Linked DNA regions of Gossypium hirsutum: region 1 is linked to region 2. The links are chromatin contacts, called in public Hi-C maps. All regions are on one chromosome and are shown on one strand. Each heading gives the region's core, a stretch centred on a gene start, on an enhancer-like site or on the middle of the called end of the contact. The rest is flanking DNA. Distances are from core to core; before and after follow the strand shown. Region 1 holds the start of LOC107887413 (aconitate hydratase, cytoplasmic). Region 2 holds the start of LOC107887405.

What was found. Hi-C and Micro-C count contacts between places; a contact is called where the count stands out from the background.
Region 1: a Hi-C map of leaf shows a contact between it and region 2, with 2.9 times the contacts expected there. The contact joins the promoter of LOC107887413 here to the promoter of LOC107887405 in region 2. A contact is called at or near these places in 2 of 34 Hi-C or Micro-C datasets (both in leaf).

Annotation. Positions count from the first base shown.
Region 1 is chrA03:71,306,120-71,310,527 of Gossypium_hirsutum_v2.1, reverse strand. It overlaps LOC107887413 (aconitate hydratase, cytoplasmic), which reads right to left and starts at 1,259. Exons shown (of 21, transcript XM_016811647.2): 1 at 1,106-1,259; 2 at 663-923; 3 at 173-277; 4 at 1-24. The coding sequence starts at 666.
Region 2 is chrA03:70,879,818-70,884,201 of Gossypium_hirsutum_v2.1, reverse strand. It overlaps LOC107887405, which reads right to left and starts at 1,651. Exons shown (of 2, transcript XM_016811637.2): 1 at 1,399-1,651; 2 at 1-793. The coding sequence starts at 763.

The sequences.
Region 1 (4,408 bases), core at 10-2,509, 430 kb before region 2:
TTCTGATCGAGTATGGTAGCTTATCTATTACATATACAGCAGAAGCAAGGGACAGACACAATCAGTCACATAACTAATGGAAATTACTGGCTGGACCCAAGGCATGAAGTAGTATATCCAATCAAGTCATCGAGTGAATGTATATATATGTATAGTTGTACGAGAAAATTACCAATCCTTGGATCATTGAGAGCAGGCAAGCTATAGAACTTTCCAAACTCGCCACCACCTGGCTTGGGAAGACTCGTCAACACTTCCTTAAAAGGATGTTCAGCAGCTGAAAACCATAAAAACATGTTAACCAAATCAAAACTCCAAGGTGATGAATTGAATTGTCAATTTTAAATAATTCAAACGATTAGAATATAGGGTATACATCATTTTTTAAAACATTATACTAATTTAAAAAATATATATATCTCCTTGATCCTGCAATCAATAATGATATGTTAATTATGAACCGGAAAAAAACAATTAAAAATTTTAAATTTGAGGCCTCGCGCTCATTGAAAGCTAACAAAGACTTTGACTTAGAGTGAGAAAGACAGAGACGTTAATCTAAGCTAAAAACTAAAATCAGCAAATAAAATGTTGAATTAAGATTAAAACAGAATCAAAAGCATGCGAAAGAAAGAAGCTTCAAAAGTATTGGAGAGTAGTACCCATAGTAGCAAACTGCTTCTGAAAGCGTTCAGTGACAGGATTAAAGGCTCTGATCTGAGCACGGAGGCTAAGAGGAGATCTCCAATCAAGACGGTGGCACCATCGCGAAGCAGAGGAATGGAAGGAACGAACAACGACGGATGCAGTAGATCGCTGGTTGTTAAGAGCAGAAGAAGAGGCGGGATTGAGATTCCTCAAAGAAGAAGGAAAAAAGCGAGTACGAGTGTAAGAGGAAGTTGCTCTTAAGAAAGAAGAAGCAGCTGAAGAAGAGGTAGAAATATACATGACGTCAAATGATGATGTAAAAGATCAAAGGATTAAACGAACACACATTCACAGGATAATGGCAGTAATCATTAAGCAGAAGATAAGGGAAATTCAATGACAGGAGCAACCAAACAGAAATTCATGGCCCTTTCTGCATTTTTTTTTTATTTTTTACCTTAAGTTTGTTAAAAGTGGATGAGAAGAGAAAGAGAAAGGCGTATGGGAAGTGAGGGCAGTGGAATGAGGAAGCAGCATAGGGCTACGTGCCCGCTTTCTAGAACGGCTCTGGCCTCTTCAGAGCTGGTCACTCCGGAATTGCAGGGATCTATAAAAGTGCTAGTCTAGGGTTTTAATTTTCACTCACCAATTAAGTTCTGCCACCTGCATCTTTTAATTATATTCTTTTTCTTATATTTGTTAATAGAAATAATTAGAACTAATGAGTTGAGTCGTGTTGTTTAGGTCTAGACTTGTTCTTGTTTACAAAAGGGGCATAAAATTTTTTTCATATATAAGTTAGATAAAAATGTTAAAATTTAAGTTTAGTTAAATTCACTCGTATTAAAAAATTTTATATAAAAATAAATTTAAAAAATATAATACAAAATAAATATTTCCTACAAAATAAAAAAAATAGGTGCATCTTAGTAAGCAAATACACTTAAAATAAAAACAAAATTAATAATAAAATAATAATTATATAATATTCAAATAACAATAATAAAATAATAGTAATATAATAAAAAATAATAGCAAAATAATAATAATAACAATAGTAGTTCATCTTTTTGCAAATTCGGGTCCGGTCAAGGGCCCAGGCAAAAAAAAGTTTACCTAAGCCTCGGTCCATTTAGAAAATGAGTCTTATTTTTTATCTAAATTAATTTTTTGGGCTTATATTTTTGTCTTTTATCAAATATAGTCATAATGCATAATTTGGTATTGAGTTTAACTTTTCTTTTTTAATTTGGTGTTTGTGTTTTTTTTTCAATGTGACACTTGTATTTTACAAAAGTTATATATTTTGGTGTCTGAAAATAATCATATTAATTTTTTAATATTTAATTTAAGTTTTAGAATTGATTTAATAAAAATTCATATTTAACTAACAATATTAACAATTAGTTCAATTAATATTAAATTTATTCTATTAATAAAATTATGAAAAATCCAAACCTGTTAATATTAGTAATTAATTTGCATCAAATCAATTCTAAAATTCGAATTAAACATTAAAAAATTAACACCGTTACTTTTGAGTACCAAAATATATAACTTTTGTCAAATACAAGTACTAAATTGATATAGAAAATAATATAAATATCACATTAAAAAAATATCAAACTCGGATACCAAATAATATGCTAAGCACAGTTAGTAATCTGATTAGTCCTTAAAACAATTTAATTTCTATTAGATGATTATGGAGTTCAACTCTAACTATTTCAATGTTTAATTTGAATAATTCAAAAGTTTAATTAATTTTTTTATTTATTATAAAAATGCTAAAACTCAAAGAGGTTGTAGTTATGTATCTATATTATTATAATTTTTTATATAATGTTTATAACTATCTATAATCTCTCTTTTAACTTTTAAATACGATGATAAAAGTATTTCAGCGCGCTCAAATCCAGATTACCTTACATTTGCAATAATGTCAATGTCAATTAAACTAAAACTTAATCCACTTATATATTATTATAATATTTCATTGTGAATTATATCACAATCTATCATCAATTTGATTAGAAAAAAAATTTAAAAAGCATTTTTTAAAAAAAATTAAATATTATTATAATGTGTACACAAAACTCTTACCATTTCATCTCTATTTCATCCGAAGAATATTTTTTATAAATATATATTAAAAAACAATATTACTTTTACTCACAATAATCTAGTTAAAATATGAAAGATTAAATGTTCCATATATATGCGAACGGGTAAACTTGAAGTATATATCAGTTTTAGAAAATAATTAGAGTTTTAGGTCAATTTTTTTTATATTTAGAGAAATAGGCCGATTTTGGAGAGAGAAACAAAAAACGCATCTTCTCTGTTCTAATTTTTTTTTGTGTGTTCGATGTTGGAAATTTGGAGAAAAAGATTTATTTGTGTTTGAGGTATACATTGTGATAGTTTTAAGGTAAATTTGAGTTCATAGTGATGCGATAGCACTCAAAGACCTACACATCTCATTTGCTGTATTGGGATGGAATCATCACCTTAGAAGCCCATCGTATTACAACTCAGGCTTAGAGTTCACGGTGCTTATATGGTCACGGGTTGAAGTATAACTATGGCTCCTAGTTGACGGTGGTTATGCGGTCCCGAGTTGGAATATAACTTGGGAGCCCAGTTGGTAGTGGTTATGCGTCACGGGTTCAAGTTTCATGATACTGGAAGAGAATACTTTATAAACCTCATACATAAGTTTGAGATCATAATCATAGGGAAAAAATGGGTTTTCCAGTATAATAAACTTATTCTTTTTCTCCATCTCCACCAGAAGTAGTATCCTTAAACTAATTGTCTGAAACCTATGAAAGAGTTGGATGTAAGAGGACTTTCAAGGGGGTGACTGTGTCGGTGGAGAGAAGATAAAACTCGAGTTGATGCAGTAGCAGTTGTAGTTATTAATGAGTTCCTTAATCACAGCAACCACTGTCGGCCCGAAAGGACTTTCATCTTTTCTCCACCATCACAATTACTCCTCCCCCTGAAAGTCCTCTTCCCTCAACTTTGTCATAGGTTTCGAACATGGAGGTCAAGGATACTGCTTTGGTGGAGATGGAGAAAAAGAATAAGCTAATTATACCAGAAAGGCCCTTAGTTTTTCCCTATAATTATTGTCTCAAACTTATATATGGGGTTTATAAAGCATCCTCTTCCAATGGCATTAAACTTGAACTCGTGACTGCATAACCACCATCAACTGGGCTTTCGAGTTATACTACAACCCATGATTGCATAACCATCGTCAATCGAGACCTGTAGTTATACTTTAACCCATGACGGTATAACCACCGTGAACTAGAGCTCGAGTTGCAACGCAATAGGCTTCTAAGGTGATAGTTCGATCCTTACACTGTAGATGAAATGTGGGGTTCTCTGAGCGCATCACCGTGAACTCAAACACACCTTAAAACTATCATATTGTCTCCCTTAAACACAAACACAAATAAATCTTTCTGTCTAAAAATTTCAACACTCAACCAAAAAAATAATTTAGGAGAGAATTTTTTATTTTGTAAGGGACAATGGCCGAGAGTGTTATGGAGTAGGGGGAGCAAAACCCCCTTTATATAGGTAACTAGGGGAAATTGGAAAAAAAATACAGGAGCCCATAACCGAGATTCCTGAGATAGTATGTCTAAAACTTGTCCCAAGATTCCTGAGATGCCTGAAAATAATCCCGGGATTCCTAAGTTTTGATTTTTTTTTATAGGTTAAGATTGGGGTTGAAAATGGGAAG
Region 2 (4,384 bases), core at 402-2,901:
TTGCGTATTGATCCTGCATTTCTCGCGCAAAGCTCAAGTCCAAGCTAGGCAGCACATTCCTTTGCAATAGCGATCTAATCAGAGCCACCACAGAACTACTGAATTCAGGCCATGAAACACACAGTGTTCCCTTTATGTTCTTTAATTGGCATCGACTTAACAGAGCAGCAGCCAAGCCATCAATCATACTACCTGATGGAAAATAGTCTAAACCCTTTAGAAGGGAAGAAGCTACATTGCTACCACCCAATCCTTTTCTTTCGGCTAGCGTCTCCAGCTTAAACGCATAAGTTTCATCCGGTGAGAGCTTTCCCCTGAAGTTCTGGCTCTGAATTGAATCCAAAATCAAAAGTCTGTCAGGAACAATGTCCCCGCCAATTAGCAGCCTCGCAACAAGGTGAGATCTCTCTGCAGAAACACCATGTTGAACTGATACAAGCAGAGTAGATTTATCCCCATTATTCAGGGAATAAATGTTGCAAGTTTTGTCTCTGAAAGAGGGTTCGACAGAGAGGCCGGAGAAAGGGACCTCAGGTAGGATAAGACTTCCAACTAATGTCTTAGGTGACAAATGGTGGAAGATGTACAAAGATGGTGAAGATAATGCAACAATGAGGAGAGATGGGCGAAGGGGCTTTTCAGGCTTAGGAATAGAAAACACAAGGAATGGCGACGCAAGAGATGGTGATGGAGGTATAAAGTTGTTAAGATCTTCCTGAAAGAATCTAGATGGTGGGGGGATTTCTGTTATAAGATCTTCCATTTTTACAATTTAAAGCTCAAGCTCTGCGCACTAGCCAATTAAGCAAAACAGAAATATTATCAGCATCAATCTCCAGATCTCAAGGAGATAAAGAAAACAGTTAAACCTAGTTCTCTAGCCAAAATGTACGAGATTAATAAAATTTCAAAATTTCAACATAGAAAATAAATGTCTAAGAATCAAAGTTCATTGCTTTTTTACTTAGAGTAAACTATGAACATCATCATTTGGCATTTCTCAGAAGGATGGATAGTCCAACATCAATGAAATTTCATAGCATACTTCACTAAACCAGTAAAAAATCGGTTACTTCCATAATCAACCCTAATGTAATTATCACCCCCTTACAGTCATTAAATCACCCTTTTTCCCCTCATTCAAAGAAACCCAAATTTCCTTAGTGTCATTTTGTCAAATATTTCACATGCATAACCGAGGAACACGCAAAAATAGACAACTTCGTTGCCTAAGCAACAAATTTATCCAACAATAGCTGCAGTGATTAGCTTACAGCTCAGACCTTCAAATAAAGCAGCTAATTTAAAAAGATATATGTATGAAACAAGAATTAAGAACTAAGACAGGTTAAAAAAAATCACTTACAAAAGAAAAGAGGCATAAGCAAAGGGACTTACCGGTCAGGAAAGATAGACTTGGTTGGGAGGAAGAGCGGTATGTTTTTCACCTCAGATAGGCAGAAGAAAAGGAAAGTTAGTGAGCACTGACCTCTTGGGCAAGTTACGTTTCCTAACTTGTTTGTTTTAGGCTCTATTGTCTCTCCTCCTTCCAAGAACCTGATATGGCCCAGACCATAATGCCATCTGACACCCAAATTTGACGAAGCTTTTGTTTTAGATTTTTGCACAGGCCCAGTCTTAATTTTTCTTCGATTCGGTTGGATGGGTTAAGATTGTAGTTTATAAAGATAAACTGCACTATTAGTCATTAATTTATGGGTAAGTTTTTGTTTTAGTCATTAACCTATTCAAAAGTTTTCATTTGAGTCACTGGACTATTAAACTAGATGTTATATGGCTTTTTTGTTTACATTGCCTACATCAATCAAAAGCTCTCTTCTATTTCTTTTCTTATTTTTTTTTCCATGAAAATGCTTTTGACGTCATAAACCTATAAACCAAAATTCAAACAACTTTTTTTTTCGATATCTAACACTGATCGTTACATCGACGTTGATCTAAGGTATGTTCTTCTACTCGTCGATGGGTATTGATCCACCATGCCAATCATCGATTTGTCGTTTAGAGCTCACTGCTGGAACTTTTTTTTAAAAAAAACTTAATAGGCCAATAACTTAATAAAAACTATTGAATAGTTCATTGACTTAAATTAAAACTTTCAAATAATTTAATGACCTAATTATAATTTTTTTTAATTAAGTGACCAAAACAAAAATTTACCCATAATTTAATGACTAATGATATAGTTTACCTTAAATAAATTCTTTTATTTTATAAAAATTTAAAATTTAATTTCTCTATTATAATTTATTGAAATTAATCCCTACTTTAATGGAAAACTAGCCAGCTTCGTTTGGGAATTTTTTTATAATTTTTTCTTAAATTTTTTGCAAAAGATAATAAAGTTAACTTTAATAAATTTCTTTCAAACATATTATTTTATCACTTATAGCATAAATACATATATATTTATTACTTTTATTAAATATTAGTTTACTATCCTGATTTATTTTTGGTAAACTTATAATCAATTATATCAATTAATTTAATTTAATTTAAAGCAATTTTTTTATAAAAAAAATCAAACTTTTTATTAAATCAAATTATAAATGATTGTATTAGGCATAGATTGTTTTAGATCAAATTATGGTTATGGTCCCTCTACTATGTTTAAATTTAATATTTAATATCTATACTTTAATATTATATAATTTGTTTCCTCTACATAATTATGGTCAAAATGTTGAGGTCGAATTCTTTCTTAAAAATTCACATAACAATTTTAATCGAAATAATTAAGAATATTAAGTATTTGGACTAACTAATGCCGTTAACAAAATTATGTCAAATTAAAATATAAAGTCTAAATCTCAAAAGTAAGCATATTAGAGAGTTTGGAACTGTAATTTTACCATTATTTTATAATAATTAAAAAAGTTAAAAAAAGATTAGGTCATTAATTACTCCAAATAATTAGAACTATTAATAATTTCGATAGTTGACGTGATTTAAAAAAAAATACTCTTATTCTAACTCATTATGATAAAATCTATTATAAAATAAAAAGAGATAGAGAGGGTAAAGAACAAAAAAAATTATGGGAAGCAATAGAGAATGTATTTTATTAATCAATGAGATTATCACAATGCTTCTTCAAAGTCTCTATTTATAGGCATAATAAGCATAAATGAAGTAGAGGTGTAATTTAATGACTATTAGAGTTTAAAGTACATCAAAACTTATCTTGATCTTGATGGACATCCACTTAATAAGAAATTCATAACACTCCCCCTTGGATGTCCATTGGTAGATAATTTGTCTTGATAAAACCTTATTAGTAAAAACCCTGTGGGATAAAAACCTAATAAAGGAAAAAAAGTACACAATCTTCCATTACAAGTTGCCTCTATAACAACCCATTTTCAGTTAAATCGGAACTGTAGTTTTGGGACCACAAATCCGAGGTTGAAATATTTATTTTATTATTATTTTATTTCCTACATCATGATAGTAGTACTGTATAAAAATTTCGTTAAGAAATTTTACCGTTTACATACTTAATTTGATAAAAAAGGGACTAAATCGCATAAAGTGCAAAAGTTGAGTTCTAGCAGCTAAAGGTATTAAATAGCTATAGAACTTTAAAGTATGAGTCCTTATGTGGTATTAGACCAAAAATGTTGATATTGGAATATGATGGCTTGGTATTATTGAAATTTTTAATGTTTTTAAAGGTTATAAAATTAATTTAGTAAATAAATGATAAATTAAGTAAAATAAAGTAAATGTATCATCTTTTTCCATTATCTTCAACTAAATTTTCAAAGGAAAGAAAGCCATTAAAGCTTTCTAGGTTCGGCCATGGTATCCTTGGGTGCATGGTATCTATTTTTGTCCTGTTTTTAATTATTTCTATGTTTTCGGGATCGTTGTAGCTTAATCTAGCTAGCCCGGGGACTAATTTGAGAAACTGTTAAACTATTAGGGTTTTTCAATTAATTAATGTGTATAAGTTTTGATGATTTATGGAAGTAAATGATTAGTTGTTGATAAAACAACTTTTGTTAAGTGATTTTTTGATGAAATTGTCAAATAGGGATTAAATTGAAAAATAGAAAATTTTACATGGTGAAATTGTGAAATAAATGAAATATAGGGCTTTCTAGGGACCTATATGAAATCTTGCTATAGTGGGTTGAGGATGAATTACATGATTTTCATTTTTTATGAGTTAGGGCCTAAATTGAAAAGAAATTAAAAGTATAGGGGCAAAACTGTAATTTTTCTAAAATGTGAATTTGGGTTAATTTGAATAAAATACATATTGAATTGAAGAAAATTTATCCATTTAGATCAAGACAAACCTCGTATGGCTTTGGATCGGGGCAAAGATAAAGTTTTAGATTAGTCGCCTTTGTATCTA